Regions from separate parts of the Mus musculus genome. Here region 1 is linked to region 2. Evidence: chromatin contacts called from public Hi-C data. All regions are on one chromosome and are shown on one strand. The core of a region is the stretch at or near the end of the contact, and the rest is flanking DNA. Distances in the headings are between cores, read along the strand shown. Region 1 has its middle 26 kb from the start of 4930549P19Rik. Region 2 has its middle 22 kb from the start of Vmn2r98.

Region 1 (7,759 bases), core at 4,495-6,994, 410 kb before region 2:
CAGAAATTTTATAGTGTATATATAGAAGATTACTGATTTCTTTTAGATAATTTTGTATTCAGCCAGATTCTTGAATGATTACATCAGCTGTAAGAATTATCTTGTAGAATTTTGAAGTTATGGTGATGGTTCAATTTTAAAAAATCTATCAATGTAATCCAATATATAAAAAAACTCAATGAAAAAAAAATCACATGATCATCTTAGTAGTAGCTGAAAAGCATTTGACAAATACAATACACCTTGGTTAAAGTATTGGAGCTAGTAGGATTTCAAGGCCTTACCTAAACTTAGTAAAAAGCAACATACAGAAAAACATTAGGCAAACTCATTAGCCAACATCAAATTAAATGGACCCATACTTGAAGCAATTTCACTAAATTAAAGGAAAAGACAAGGATGCCCAGTGTCTCCCTGTCTGTTTAATATAATACTCAAATTTCTAGATATAGCAATAAGACAACAATAGTAGATCAAGTGGACCCATATTTTAAATGAAATAATTGAGGTATCAATATTTGTGGATGACAAGGTCGTTTACATAGCAACGGCAAAAAATCTACCAGACTTCTTCTACTATGGGGAATTGTAGGCTGGTCTCCAGTTGAGCTGAGGTCTGAACCCCGAAATTGGTAATAATTTACCTTCATGTCATGGTAGGCATTCACTTATGCTCCTGGACTCTGGCTCCTACCTAAGTTATGCACCGCCCCCCCACAGCCATCACAAGAGAAGCATGGGTAGAAATCACATGGGCAATGGCCCAAGCTTCTGACCTTCAGGCTAAACTCTTCCCCTGTTACCTAGCAACAGTAAAGACCATAAAAAAGGGCTGTTCAGCCCTACCTCGCTCTCTTACTTGTCTCTCTTTTACTTCTTACTCTCTTATTTCTCTCTCTTACTGATCTCTCTCACTTCTTACTCTCTTACTTGTCTCTCTTACTTCTCACTCTCTTACTTGTCTCCTTCTTGCCCCTAACTCTCACCCTCTCTCTCCTCTCTTTTTTTTCTTCTCCTCTCCTCTCTCTCTTACTCTCTTTCTCTCTAGCCTTTCCCCTTCTCTCTCTCTCTCTCTCTCTCTCTCTCTCTCTCTCTCTCTCTCTCTCTCTCTCTCTGTCTCTCTCTCTCCTATCTTCTCTCCTTTCCCCCCTGCCTTTCTATAATAAAGCTCTAAAACCATATACAGTCTCTGCTCATCAAGATTCACTGCACTCACTCTCATCAGTTTTGGGAACCGCTTCCCTCATCCCTCTCTCCCATAACCCCGGTGGCTTTAGCAAAGTAGCTCCAGGAATTTCAGGTAGCTCTGCCCCTTGCAATCCCATGAAGAGTGAGTCAGAAGTTTAGATGCCCACCTGGGGATGAGTAGAAGGTATAGAGCATCCCTCCCATGCCTGACAGACCAGAGAATAGGTAAAACTCTGGTGGGGTGTGGGTTTTCCCTTCCCCAGGGCCTACTTTTTATTTCCCAACACCACAACAAATAAAAAACTTAAGCAAAGTGGCTGGATATAAAAGTAATTCAAACACATTAGTGGCTTTTTTTCTACTTAAATGATAAACAGGATGAGAAAAATATTAGAAAAATAGCACTCTTCACAATAGGCAGTAATAGTATAAAATATCTTGGTGTAACTCTTATCAAGAAAGTGCATGATCTATATGGCAATAACCTCAAGTTCTTCATGAAAGAAATTAAAGAAGACCTCAGAAAATTGAGAGATCTCACAATACTCATAGATTGGTAGGACTTACACAGTAAATATCTCCATCCTACCAAAGCAATCAACAGATTCAATGAAATACCCATCAAGATTCCAACACAGTTTATTGCAGATATTGAAAGAGCATTTCATATGGAAAAACAAAAGCCCAGGAGAGCAAAAAGAATTCTTAACACACACACATACATACACACACATAAACAAACAAAACCTTCAACAAAACCTTCTGGAGGAATTACCAACCATGTCCTTGAGTTTCAGTACAGAAGAGTAGGAATGCAAATGACAGGTCAATCAATGAAATAGAAATTGAAGACCCAGAAATAAGCCCACATGTATATGGACAATCTATCTTTGACAAAGAAGCCAAGAAAATAAAATCAAAAAGAAGAGAAGAGAAGAGAAGAGAAGAGAAGAGAAGAGAAGAGAAGAGAAGAGAAGAGAAGAGAAGAGAAGAGGGGGAAGAAAAGAGAAAGAAAGAAAAAAAGAAAGAAAGGAAGGAAGGAAGGAAGGAAGGAAGGAAGGAAGGAAGGGAGCGAGGAAGAAATTCAAAGACAGAGAGAAATCAATTTTAAAGCTAACAGAATTCCAATATTTTTAGAAGAACCATATTAACTGCTAATATATAATAGGGAAAACATGGTTGAAAGAAACCAGAATGGCATTATCTACATGAGAAATGTTCTAGAGAATAGGTTTTATTTTTAATATGTAAAATTGCTCACAATGGTGCATAGTTCCAGTAAATAATAAAATCTATGAAAAACTTGCCTAGAATTCCATTCTTGTGACACATCAATTTTATCAAGCCATGAAGAGTAATAATGAACATATTAGATGAAATTAATTTTGACATACATATTCAAACTCATATTTTACTTGATGTGAAGGAAAATATTTCACTCTCATAAACCTTGAGAGAATATTCTCATTTTGTCTTGGAAAGATTTAAGATACATCAATGAAAGGATTGAACAAATTGGCCAATAGTATATCTTATGCATTCCAGGATCCTAATGCTTGTCCTGTGCCATGAACCAGGATCAGTCAACCTCTCTCAATCCATGTGGAAACAAGGTTCCAGACAGGTGGGCATGGAGTTGGTGAGAAGTGACAAATAGACAAAGACACAAGGGAGTGGTGAATTCTAATGTAATTTTTCACAAAGTGAACATCAGTCTTATGTAATACAGAAAACAAAGGAATAGGTTATCACAGCAGTCAAATTACATTGAAGTTTCTGACCCAAAACAGAGGAATGACTTCAAAGGACTGACAGGAACCAGGTAGTAATGCTTACAATAAAGATAAAACAGCCCTGTCTAGAGTCAGCTAATGATAGGTGAGGATTTCACACCCTAGTGACAATTTGTGCTACTTCTGTGAGCCTTGTGAAAGCTAGCACCAGGGGGTTCAGCACTAGCAGACCTTAACATGAATAATGCAATATCACAACCCCCTTATTTCTTAGGCCTTGGTAAATCCTTTCATATGAGAGTAACTTGGCTGTTCTTTTAAGTATCTGCAGGGAATCTCCATTTGTCAGAATAATTTACCAACTTGCTTCTAATATGCAATGTACTCTGCTATACCTGGCTGTAAAGAAGATTCTAAGTATACTTTGCTAAGGTTCCCCTGAAACTTCTAACTCTTATCCAGTAAAATAATGCAAGAAAGCCTGCAAGAACCTCCAGAATATTGCAGGGACAAATCTGGGGCATTCTAGCTATGGGAATGCCAAGGTTCCAGGAGGTTAAGTTTCCTTGAACTCTTTGCCTCATAACTGTTTCCAGTCTTTTAGGTTTGCCAAGGGAGTCACTACTGGAGTGGATGTAGCAGTCCTGGGGACCAAATCTTGATCTTAACACACACATTTCAGAATGAGAACATGTGTTTGAACAGTTTTACTTTCACCAGAAAATGTGAGCTACATCACAAATATGAACACACATGCAGATAATGGATGTGATAACAAGTTTCTAAAGACTGTACCATGATTGTGACTAGAAAACAAGCCACTTTTCTCTTAAAATTACCCCATACTCATAAGGAACACTATAATAAATGCTCATAATACATTATAATGTACATAATCTGGCCTACCTCCAACTTACTGAACTTGTCATTAATTTAGCTTACATTTTTCTGATTTTATGCAAGTTCAATGTTTTTCACATCAATCAAACCTATTATTTATAATTACTAAACCAAATTTGTTGCTCACATGTCTGGAGACAGGTTCTTTGCAGTGAAGGGCTTGCTACTGCACAAAATAAAGAGAGACACTGTATTAGTTAGGGTTCTCTAGAGTCACAGAACTTATAGATAGTCTCTATATATTAAAGGAATTTATTGATGACTTAAGGTCTGCAGTCCCATTCCCAACAATGGTTCAGCAGTAGTTGTAAATGGAAGTCCAAGGATCTAGCATTTACTCTGTCCCACACAGCAAGCAGGTGAGGGAGCAAGAACGAGACTCCCTTCTTCCAATGTCCTTATATTGTACCCAGCAGAAGATGTAGCCCAGATTAAAGGTGTGTTCCATCACAACTTTAATCCCAGATGAAAGGTGTAGCCCAGATTAAAGGTGAGTTCTACCACACCTTTAATCCCAGATGACCTTGAACTCGGAGATTTAATCTTCTGGAATCCATAACCACTATGCCTCACGATCGATCTCCATACCAAGGTCCAGATCAGAAACTTCTATCTCCAAGCCTCCAGATAAGGGTCACTGGTGAGCCTTCCAATCTGGATTGTAGTTCATTCCAAATATACTCAAGTTGACAACCAGGAATAGGCACTACAATCCATTCCTTGTCAACTTGACAAAAATAATATCTCATGTTCACATGAAACAATAACAAGGTTGTGACTATGACTAACATGATATAACTATCCCTCGTACAATAACATACACATTTGTAAATTTACAATGAGGCAATGTCCCTTGGGAACATCCTTTTAGTGTCTCAACTTAAATACAAATTGATGTTAAAGAAACTGGAAGAAAGACAAATTTATTTGTTAGAAAAATAAGACAGGGGCATTCATATTACTTTATAATCCTTGTTTCTGCAACTGGTTACACGGCCTTAATTGGTATTTATAACTACCTTCCTCTACTACCCATTCTGTATTTCCTTCACCTTTGGCAAGCACCTCAGCAGGTCTTGGCTCCTTTCCTGGTGGACTGACCCATACCTTCATTCCCGATGAGTCTGTGTCCTTTATCATCCTGCTTGGATTAGGCTGTTGTAGTTTCCCATTGACTTTAATTGCAAGACATGGCAGTACTAAGAGACTCCCTCAGGGATCTCCTTCATTCCAGACATAATCTGGCTTACCTCCATTGTGAATCCAATTTCCTCATGGTAATCTGGATCTATCACCCCTCCTAACACTGTTATTCCTTTTCTAGCCTGTTGGTTTAAGGGAATTAGAAGCCCATAATGACCAGGGGAAAGTCTGAGCTTCCAGTTCAATGGAATGTTAGTTATATCTCCTGGTAGGAGCACTCCCCTCTCTGGAGCCATAACTTCTAGGCCTGCAGAGCTTAGAGTTATGAAGACAGGAAGCAAAACTTTTCCTAGAGGGCCCCTAGGAGTGATAGTGAGTGGAACTTTGCCCTTTTCCACCCCTTCATTCCTGTACCCATGGATCCTGGCTATGGGGGAAACTGTACAATATATCAAACTCTTACTGCAGTACAAAGTAAACTCAAAATGCCTGTAACAAGGCCTGGATAGGACTTGTGTTGTACAGAAACATACTACAAAAAAAAAAAAAAAATGAAGCTATACTTAAGATTGGATATTGACCAAGATAGAGGTAAGAAGTATTATTTTACTGTGTGTCCCCACCTGCAGGACTCAGTTATTTGAGGGGTCTGAGAGGAACCATGCTTGAAAAAGAAGCCAGTGAGAAAGGAGAGAGACCAACAATGATTGTCATGGTCTGTTATTGTGAGCAAGGTTAAAGAATATAAGTGGAAAGAAGGAGGAAGTAAAGAGAGAGAAACTTGCCTATGCCTCAGCCCTGAGGCAGGGGTGGTTCTGCATAAATGCCCAGTAACAAACTATCTACTCTTAGCTCAGGGAACATTCTGTGGTTTTTCTCAGGAAGTTTGCAGATGCTATTATCTGATCTTGATGTTCTGTCAGCTGTCATTTCAAAAGGTCAGAAGTTTCTCAAGAAGGGAGGGAAACTTTGGCTTATGCGTCAGTGTAGGTCTCCAACATCTCCCCCTGTTTTATTTTATAGATGGATCATCTGTCTTAGGCTACATGATGCATATCCACAACCAGCACCTGATATGGTTGGGTTTGAGGGTAGAGTCTCTGTCTTTGGCTACACAGCTGTCTCCATACCCAGCACTCTCAAATTTGAGTCGGCCCCTGGGTCATGGACTCATGATAATCTCATCATTGAGATGCTCTACAGCCTATCAAGGGTGTGTCCCTGGTATATGGTATCATGCTATTCCTGTCATTGATGTGTCCATAGCTTAACAAAGCATTCAGGATTGTTTTCTGGATCTAAGGCTGTGAAATCTAAGCCTGCCGAAGGATCACCCGGGGGCTCAGCATAAACCTCTTGATCAATATCTCAGACCTCCAGACAATGATAATGGATGGATTCTGGTCTTTTAAAGGCAGCATCAGCCTGTGATTTGACAAACTCTGTTAACTTTCTAAATGCCCAGGGTCCAAAGGATATGAGCAAAAGTAATCCTACCACAGGGCCCAAAATACTAGGCAACAAGGTAGAGAGCCATAGAGAAGTGTAAAACCAATTCTGGTACCAGGAATCACTTTATTCTCATTCTCTTTTTCTGTTTTCTAAACTCTCTTTTACTTTTTCAGACTATCTTCTACTAACCCTGTCTTATCTGTATAAAAACAGCATTCCTCTTTTAAAGCAGCACACAGTCCTCCTTGTTGGAGGAAAAGCAAGTCTAACCCTCTTCTGTTTTGTAACACTACCTCAGAAAGTGAAGTAACAGAATCTTTAAGGTTCTCCCGAAGATTTCTATCTATAGCCATACTAAGTTGGGTATACTGTTGATTGGAGGTCACTAAGGAGGCAAACCCTGTTCCTGCCCCCACAGCTCCTAATCCAAGGAGAACCATGAGGGTGACAGCTGTGATAGGCTCTCACCTGTGCCTCTAGGGATGTGTGGATCCTCTCTCCCAGAATCTTAGAAAATCATCAAGTGGGTGTACTGTGATGCGAGGAAGCAATTCAGTCAAAACACAATATTCTCTGCCTTTTGAAAAGGTGGAAGTAACTATAAAGGTACTTAAACCTAAAGAGCAGGCAAAATAAGAATTATTAGGGGCCATAGCATATTGAAAGGTATTATTAACAACAAGGGTTTGATTACACACTTCAAACAGGGGAAAGGGGGAAAGCCTCTGGGGTCCCAAAATACAGAGACCAATACCAGATATTTGGCCAAGAGTCAGGCCTTCTTTAGACTCCGGATGCCATCTCAGTAAGGACATATTGACCTGTCCAGTAGATCCAGTTATTTGTGGGTATGGAGAGGACCTTCTCCTAAGAACCAAATGGGGGTAAGGAGGGACGGACACCAAGTGCAGGAATGATACGTAAACATTCTGAGTAGCATTAAGGTGTCACTGTGTTTAGCAAGGCTCAAGGCTTAAATGCACAAGCAAAAGGGGAAGTACTTCTCAGCAGGAGGAATGGGGCAGTGGAAATGCACAAGCAAAGGAGGAAGTACTTCTCAGAAGGAGGGATGGGGCAGCTGAAAATGTTCTTTTGGCAACTACATGGGGAAGCAGGAACTTGGTGGTATCAGGGTACATCTTGTGGTCAGGACATCTGGTGCTGACTTAGGGCTGGAACATTCTGTGGTTGTTATCGGAATGGTGCGTCTGTGGACTGCTTTGACCCCCTTTTCTTCTCAGGGGGAGAGGCCCAATTCAGAGATCAAGACAAGAGAGTTGTCTTAATAGCTACCAACATCTCCCCCGTTTTAATATTTTTATAAAGGCATATTGTATAATAAA
Region 2 (7,758 bases), core at 1,688-4,187:
ACAGGGACAAAGGAATGAACAACCCCTTGTTCATTTTTCCCTAGGCCTTTTCCAGGGACATACCCTGTTTTTAGCATGAAATTTGTGACAATCCCATTGGGACTGTACATTATAACTCCCATTTAACAGAGCATATCTCTTCCCCATAAATTAACAGGAAGGCCCCTGAATACAAACAGCCGTACAGTTCCACTATTATTTTCCTTAACTGACCATGTTAACAATTTTGAACTTTGTAGAGTATCCTGAGTTTGGTCTATCAGCTTTAAATGGGTAGCAAGCAGTAGGTTCTAAAGGCCAAGCAGTGGGGCAGTGTGATGAAGAAATTACTGTTGCATCTGCCCCAGTATCTAGAAGTCCCTGAAATTCTTTGCCATCTAAAAACAGGGTCAACATGGCTCAGGAGTCAGTTAATTTTTGTACCCAGTAAACATCCGAGGATCCCGGGGAGGACGGTACCCGTTTTTTGTTTGTTTGTTTGTTTGTTTGTTTGTTTGTTTTTCTAATAGGTGAAAATTGTCCAATTAACGGGAGCAGCAGCACTTGGGTGATGTGCTCTTTTGCTCTCAATGTAAGGGGCCCTCATTTGGCTGAAACCAGAAATTTTATTTCTCCTTGGTAGTCAACATCGACCACAGTGGGGGTTACCATGAGTCCCTGTAGGGAACATGATGCTCGGCCTATAATAAGAAAAAACATATTTTGGGGTGGGGGTCTGAATTCTCCTGTTTCATGAAGTAATGTCCCTTCCTCCTTCGTTGGGAGTTATAATCCTGGTGGTGGAGGAACACAAGTCCAATCTTGGTGTCCCTGTTGTAGCCCTGCACAATCCCCGTTGGGGAGACTGGAGGGAACTAGCGATGGATTGTTTGGGGGTGCTATCAGGGGTAGCGGGCCCCGAGTAGGGGCCCCCTGGTAGTTTCCCTGGACCACAGTAAGGGGGCGGCCATTTACATCAATTTTGGTTCTGCAATCTCATGCCCAGTGGTGACCTCTCTTACATTTGGGGCAGAGGCCAGGAGGCTCCCTGTGTAACTTGTCCTGTGCCTGGTATGGTGGCAGATTTGCCTGGTCTGGTGGACAGGCATTCGTGGGCATAATGTCCCAGGATTCCACATCTGAAACACAAACTCTGCTGAGTCTGCCTAGTTCCACCAGCTTTTTGGAAGACCACTCCAATGTCCACATTAATAGATTTTGAGACTTGTTGTGAAAATATATCTACCTCACTGCAGAGCTTTATCATTCCTGTGAGGTCTAAGCCTCTAGTCTTACCCCTCAGGGCAGCCTTGCAAGCAGAATTAGCATTCTCCAAGGCAAGTTGTCTAACTAAAAGCCCTTCATTTTCATGGGGGCCAAGATTTCTTTCAGGGGCTTCTTATAGTCTAGCAACAAATTGGGCATAGGATTCTTGGGAGCCCTGAACAATTTTAATCAATGGGGTGGTGAGGGCTCCTGTAGTCTGTACAGCTCTACAGGCTGCTAAGGCTTCCTGGGCAGTCTGCACTAGCACCCCAGGTGAAAGCCCCAATTGTTTCTTATCAGAGATAAACGGACCTTTACCACATATTTTATCAGAGGTCCAAGAATAAGCCTCACTGAGGGCTTTTTTTTTTTTTTTTCTATTAATAGTAGCCTGGGTTTCGGCTCTATCCACAAATTCAGATTGCCAAGTTAAATACTGACCTCTACTGAGGACTGACTGTACCACTTTGCTCCATTCGTTAGGTGTTAAGTAACTGTCTCCTGCTAGTCCCTCCAAGATTGTTGATACAATAAAAGGGGCACTAACGCCATAATTTTTAACAGCCGAATGCAATTCTTTAATATATTTGATCTTTAATTTCTTGTAAACAGGTTATGAAGACTCATAATCACTTTCATCTTTTATGGCCTCTTCTTCTTCAGAGTCAGTCACCCTTCTTTATTAAATCACTGTTTCTTGACAATTGGGGCTACGATTAATAGAAAAAAAAAAAACTCAGTGAGTCTTATTCTTGGACCTCTGATGAAATATTTGGTAAAGGTCCGTTTGCCTCTGATAAGAAACAATTGGGGCTTTCTCCTGAGATGCTAGTGCAGACTGCCCAGGCAGCCTTAGCAGCCTGGAGAGCTGTACCAGCTACAGGAGCCCTCACCACCCCGTTGACTAAAATTGTTCAGGGCTCAAATTCATCACTTCCATTTTCCTTTTCCCCCTTTGCCTGTCCTGAGGTATCATCATTAACTGGCTCAGGGTCATGACTTATCTGTTTGGAGCATGTCTGAGTCAGGACAGGGAAGGCCAATTTTTTATGTGCCTTGTCCTTGGCTGAATATTTATGTTTGATCTTCTCCGTGGAGACTGGAGGGGAGGCCTCCTTTATGACTAGTGTGCTGTGACTGTTTCTTGACAATTGGGGCTCCAGAAAAGACCCCCTGTAAATTTTGAATTTCTAGAGTGAGGTCTCCTAATTCTTTTTTGCAAGTATAAAACCTCTTTTAGACCAGAAATGTGAGCCACCAGATCGTCATTTGTGTGGAGCAAATGACGAACAGTTGTCCCTGGTAAGGGAGCTGGAGGCAGCAGGCTGAGGGAAGGATAGAGGTGCAGAGAGGGATATAGAGGTGGGTGCGGATGATGGTACCTAGGGCCTGATTTTGTTGTTAAAAACACTAGGGAGCCAGGACCATATCTCTCCTCCTCATATTTGGCTGCCTCCTCCTCTAGTTCTGCCTCAGAGGATAAGTCAAAGGGGGCATTACAGTCTTTTAAGACTAGATAAATATGCTTTGGTCAAACAAATTTCTCTGATTCATCTAGGAGCCCCTTTAGGCTTTGTGGGAAGAGAGGAGCTGCAAAACTACTTGAAGGATCTTTCATGTTTGTGATGATTGAAGAGGAGCTTGAATGATCCTTTAAGTCCTTTTTAGTTTCACTTTTACCTGATAGTAAGCAAGAAGCCCCAAGAAAATCTTCAATGAGTGCCAGTAGTCTGGCTCCCTCCCCTCCTTGTTCTGCATCTTTTAAGAGGTCTCTAATTGTGAGGAGCGAGTGTGGTGGCAGTCCCAAAGGCGCCAGGGACTGCAGCTAAGTGGTATGACTTGCACCTGACTTCCTCATATGAGCCAAAAACATCTTGAGAGCTGTGCAGGTGTACCAGGATACAGGTGAATCCATTTTGATGGAGATATGCCCCTGCTGCCCTGATTAGCTGAAGCTGCGTGCCTGGTGATGTGGCCAAGCACAGAAAAGACATGGAGTCAATCTTGATCTTGACAAGGTCTCATGATATTCAGCAAAACTTGCAGTTTTTATACAAAAAGATCAAAGGGGAAATAATCCTTACACAGAAGGGCAGGGGGGAGCAGTGGTAATTTTCCTCAGTGACTACAAGGGGAGGCATGATATCTAAAAGTACATCTTGTAGTTATGACATCTGCTGTTTGCATCAGGTCTGCAATCATCTGTGGTAATTCTCGAAACAGTCTGTTGGTGACCTTCATCTGGATTTAGTCAGCTTAGGGGGGAGGTCCAACTGAGACAGTCTGTTGGTGACCTTCATCTGTACTTAGTCAGCTTGGAGAGGAGGTCCAGCTTTATGTCTCAAGACTTGGTAGTCATCTTTTTCACTTGGATTATTATAAAGAATTTAGTTTTGGCTCCCAACATTTCTTCTCTGATTTTATTGAAATTGTTTTTTGGGGGGCCTTGGCTGTGGGACTCTTCTCTTCTTTTATAACTATTATTCATAAATTAGAAGTTTTTAAGGTATGCAGCACAAAGAAAAATGTCACCCTTAATTTATACAGTCTGCAAGAAATGAAGGGATGAGGAATGATACAGAGACCTACAGAGTAGTGAATCAATAATCTTGCCAAATAAATACCTATCCCATGGTTGAGCACAAATAGCTAATTCTGTTAGTCATACTCTTTTATGTTTGCAGACATGAGTTTACTTTTTCTGTCCTGTGAGAGGCTCTGCATAGTAGTTAAATCATACAGATGCAGACACCCCTTGCCAAACTGTATACAGAGCTTGGGGACTCTTATGGAAGAACTGGAAGAAGGATTGGGGACACCTAAGGTGGATAGGAACTCCACAGGAAGGCCAATGCTGTCAAATAACCTGAAATCTTTTATCTCTTAGAGACTGAAGGATCAACCAAAGGAGATACATGGTCCAGACCTTGGCCTTCCTGCATATTTGAATTATATGTACACTTAGTCTTCTTGTGGATCCTGAACAATTGGAGAGAGGGATATCCCAAGAGCTTTTGCCTGCTGTATATATGTACTTTCAACTGGGATTACTTGGCAAGCCTCCATGGGAGAAAATTAATATAGCCTTGTATGCTTGATAAGCTAGAGTTGTGGGATACCAAGTAGAGAAATTTCATTCTCAGATAAGGAGGAAAAGACAGAATGGGGAGGTGTTTTGTGGAAGGAGGTTACATGGAGGGGACAGTGAGTAGGATGTAAAATGAATAAGTTAACCAACCAAATAAATACATATGTAAAACTAAAGAAAAAAAATAACTTTTCCCATTTTATACATTGCAGTTTTGGACTTTTGACATTGGCTCTTCTCATTAAATATTTTCATTTTATAAGGTCCTATTTATTACTTGCTAATCTTACTAACTGAGCTGTTCATGTTCTATTAGAAAGTTGTCTCCTATGCCAATAGATTTATGCCTCTTCTCCAATTTCTCTGCAATCAGATTTATTGTATTATGTATTATCCTGATATATTTTAACCACTTGGACTTGCGTTTTCTGCAGAGTGAAAAATATGGATCTGTATTCATTCTTTCAACGTGCAGAGATCCAAATATAACAACACTATTTGTCAAATATGCTCTCTTTTCTTCCTTGTATATTTATTGCTCCTTTGTCAAGAAGATCATTTGTCCCTAGGTATATAGGTTTATTTTGTATCTTCAAATCTATTTTATCACACAATGTATCTATATCCATACTAATAACATGTAAACTCTTTATTATAGATCTGTAGTACAGCTTTATATCAGGATATGATATCTCTAAAAGAGCTTTTAATGTACAGCATTGTTGAAGCTGTCCTGTTATTTGCTTTTCAATAATACCATGAGATTTGTTCTTTCAAGTTATATAATAAATTGTGCTGAAATTTTAATGAGAATTGAATTGAATCTCTACATTGCTTTTAGTAGGATGGCAATTACGTCTGTTAATTCTTCCAAACCATGGCAAGGGGTTTTACATATTCTGATATCATTACTTTCTTTTGTCAATGACTTGAAGATCTTGTCACACTGGACTTATACTCCCTTGGATAGAAACACCATATGACACTTTTATATTAGTTGTAGCTAGTGTGAAGGGTGTTGTTTCATTGATTCCTTTTACAGCCCATTAATCATGTATATAAAGAAGGGATACTAATAATTTTGACATATTTTTTATCAGTATACTGCACTGAAAATGTTTTTCAGATGTGGTAGACCCCATGCTGGATTTTTGCTTTTGCTCACTTATATTATTATGTTATCAGCAATTTGCTGTCAACTCATTTTGTTTATATTTGTATTCCATTGTCTTATTGCTCTAGATAAAACATAAAGTTCTACATTGAGAAAACAAAACAAAACACATTTACTCAAGAGTCTTTTCTCATCCTTAATTTTGATTGAGCTCTTTTAAATTTCTTTTAATTGATGTTGGCACTTGGCTTGTTTTATATTGCTCTTACATAGACTAGGTATATACATTTTATATCTAATAGATCCAAGAAGTTTCTGATGAAATGGGCTTGATTTTTCTTAACTTTTTTTCAATATCTACTTTGATTGTCATTTTCTCCTGGCTATTTATATGGTATATTACACTGACAATGTTTTTTTCCAACCTACATCTCTAGTATAAGGAACTACACTTGATTATGGTGGAGAATCTTTTCAATATGTTTCTAGATCCAGTTTGTCAGTTTTTCACTGAGTATTTTTGAATAAATATTAATAAAGAAAATTGATCTGAAATACCGCATTTCTTCACTGAGTAATTTTTTTGTTTAGATATTAGTGTAATTATGCCCTCATAAAATTAATTTGACAACTTTTCTTTTGTTTCTTTTTTATGGACTTAGATGTGGTTTATGATATTAAGGTTTCTTTGAAAGTATAGAAGAGTTGTGTGCTAAAACAATATGCTCTAGGATTTTTCTTTGATATATTACTTTCCAGGGCTGCTTCCATTTTCTTATCTGTTGCAGGTCTAATTAGATGATTTCTCTAATATTTATTTAAATTTGGTAAGAGTTATTCTCTAAGTTTGAATATTACTGCTATTAACAGACACCAAGACCAAGGACAAGGCAACTCTTAAAAAAACAAAAAACAAAAAAACAAAAAAACAAAAAAACCTTTAATAGGTGCTGAATAATAGATTCAGAAGTTCAGTCCTTTATCATCAAGATAGGAATATGACAGCATCTAGGCAGACAGACCTGAGAGTCTTGTGTGCGCCCGACTGGCCAGCAAGAACGATGCTGCAACAGCATCCTTCCGCACATATTCATTGGGAGAGCTTGATTGCAGAGGCGAAGTGACCCCAAGCCCAGAACTGGTGCTGCTTATATAGGCCTAGGAGAGGCATGTCTCACACCCGGATTGGTTGTGCATGGGTTATGCTTACCACCTCATTTGCATGCCTACATCTGATTGGTTAACTTGTCTCTCATCTGATTGGTTAATTTTGGTTGATTCTCAAAACCTCATCTTGGGAGAAAAAAACTTTACTGCCTCTGTATGCATGGTGGCCAGTGGTGGCCAGCGCCACCGTGCAATGGCACATGTGGCTTCCCACATCTCCCCATTTTTGTTTTAATAAAATGAGGCTGGACTAGGCCTGTGCAATTATGTCCATCCACCATGGCTCCTGTTTTAGGTCGTTCCTCTAATGACACAGCCTTACCTGTCATAGGGTAACCCTATCGTCACCAGGCCCCATGTCTTAGGTTGGTCTGTGCATGAGGAAAGTTGCCCGTCTCTGGATACCACAGTGCTGTGTGACCATAACTGTTAAATGACCTAGGGCGGACTCTACAAAAGAGGCCAGTCAAAAATGAATTAGTGGGGAAATCATGATCACCCTATCGTGTGCAATGAGGAAACCTCAGCAATGTGCAAGGGCTGATCAATGATCATTGAGTCTCTCTCATCCCAGTGCAATGGATTCATAAATCTGTGGGGTGCAAGAGCATAGAACTCAGATGCCGACTAATTCTTGAGCATAGATAACCAAACTTCAGGGGAGGCACCATTTTCAATAGCTAAAAGTGCCTGAGTTATAATCACATTGTCACATTTTTGTTGGGTTCTGAATTTGTATACCAACCAGAGCATGAACACCAGTCCACACCATATGGCAGCACCAAACAAAATCACTCCCACCCATTCCTTAAAGTAAGAAAATGCAGAGGTAAGCCAAGAGGTAAAGTCTCCAAGGGTCACTGGTTCCACTCTGGTTCCATTAACGTTCAGGATCTGTATCTGCAGCCTCGTCTGCAACCTTTCCAGCTCCTGCAATCAGTTCCCCTTCAGATAATTCGATAGGTCTGTACTTCTAATAAAAGAATCATTAATATACCTAACGGGAGTAATGCGGAGTGGATGCCACACAACTCATTTGTATTACATCCATCATCTGTTCCATGTTATGTTGTAAAATTTCCATTCTCTGATTCACTAACATTAACCCTGAGGCGATATGAGAATCCACCCTTTGCAGGGTAAG

Evidence for each region. A called contact is a pair of places that touch in the nucleus more often than the background predicts.
Region 1: a contact with region 2 is called in a Hi-C map of the G1E-ER4 cell line, with 7 times the contacts expected there. The contact joins two enhancer-like sites.

Annotation. Positions count from the first base shown.
Region 1 is chr17:19,443,161-19,450,919 of GRCm38.p6, reverse strand. No RefSeq gene overlaps it. Among named protein-coding and RNA genes, the nearest start is that of 4930549P19Rik, 26 kb to the left of the region's middle. Within about 2 kb of position 5,744, at least 15 of the 459 cell types and tissues checked have an H3K27ac peak or open chromatin away from gene starts, as enhancers often do. A contact at or near this core is called in the G1E-ER4 cell line, where this site is marked.
Region 2 is chr17:19,027,325-19,035,082 of GRCm38.p6, reverse strand. No RefSeq gene overlaps it. Among named protein-coding and RNA genes, the nearest start is that of Vmn2r98, 22 kb to the left of the region's middle. Within about 2 kb of position 2,937, at least 5 of the 459 cell types and tissues checked have an H3K27ac peak or open chromatin away from gene starts, as enhancers often do. A contact at or near this core is called in the G1E-ER4 cell line, where this site is marked.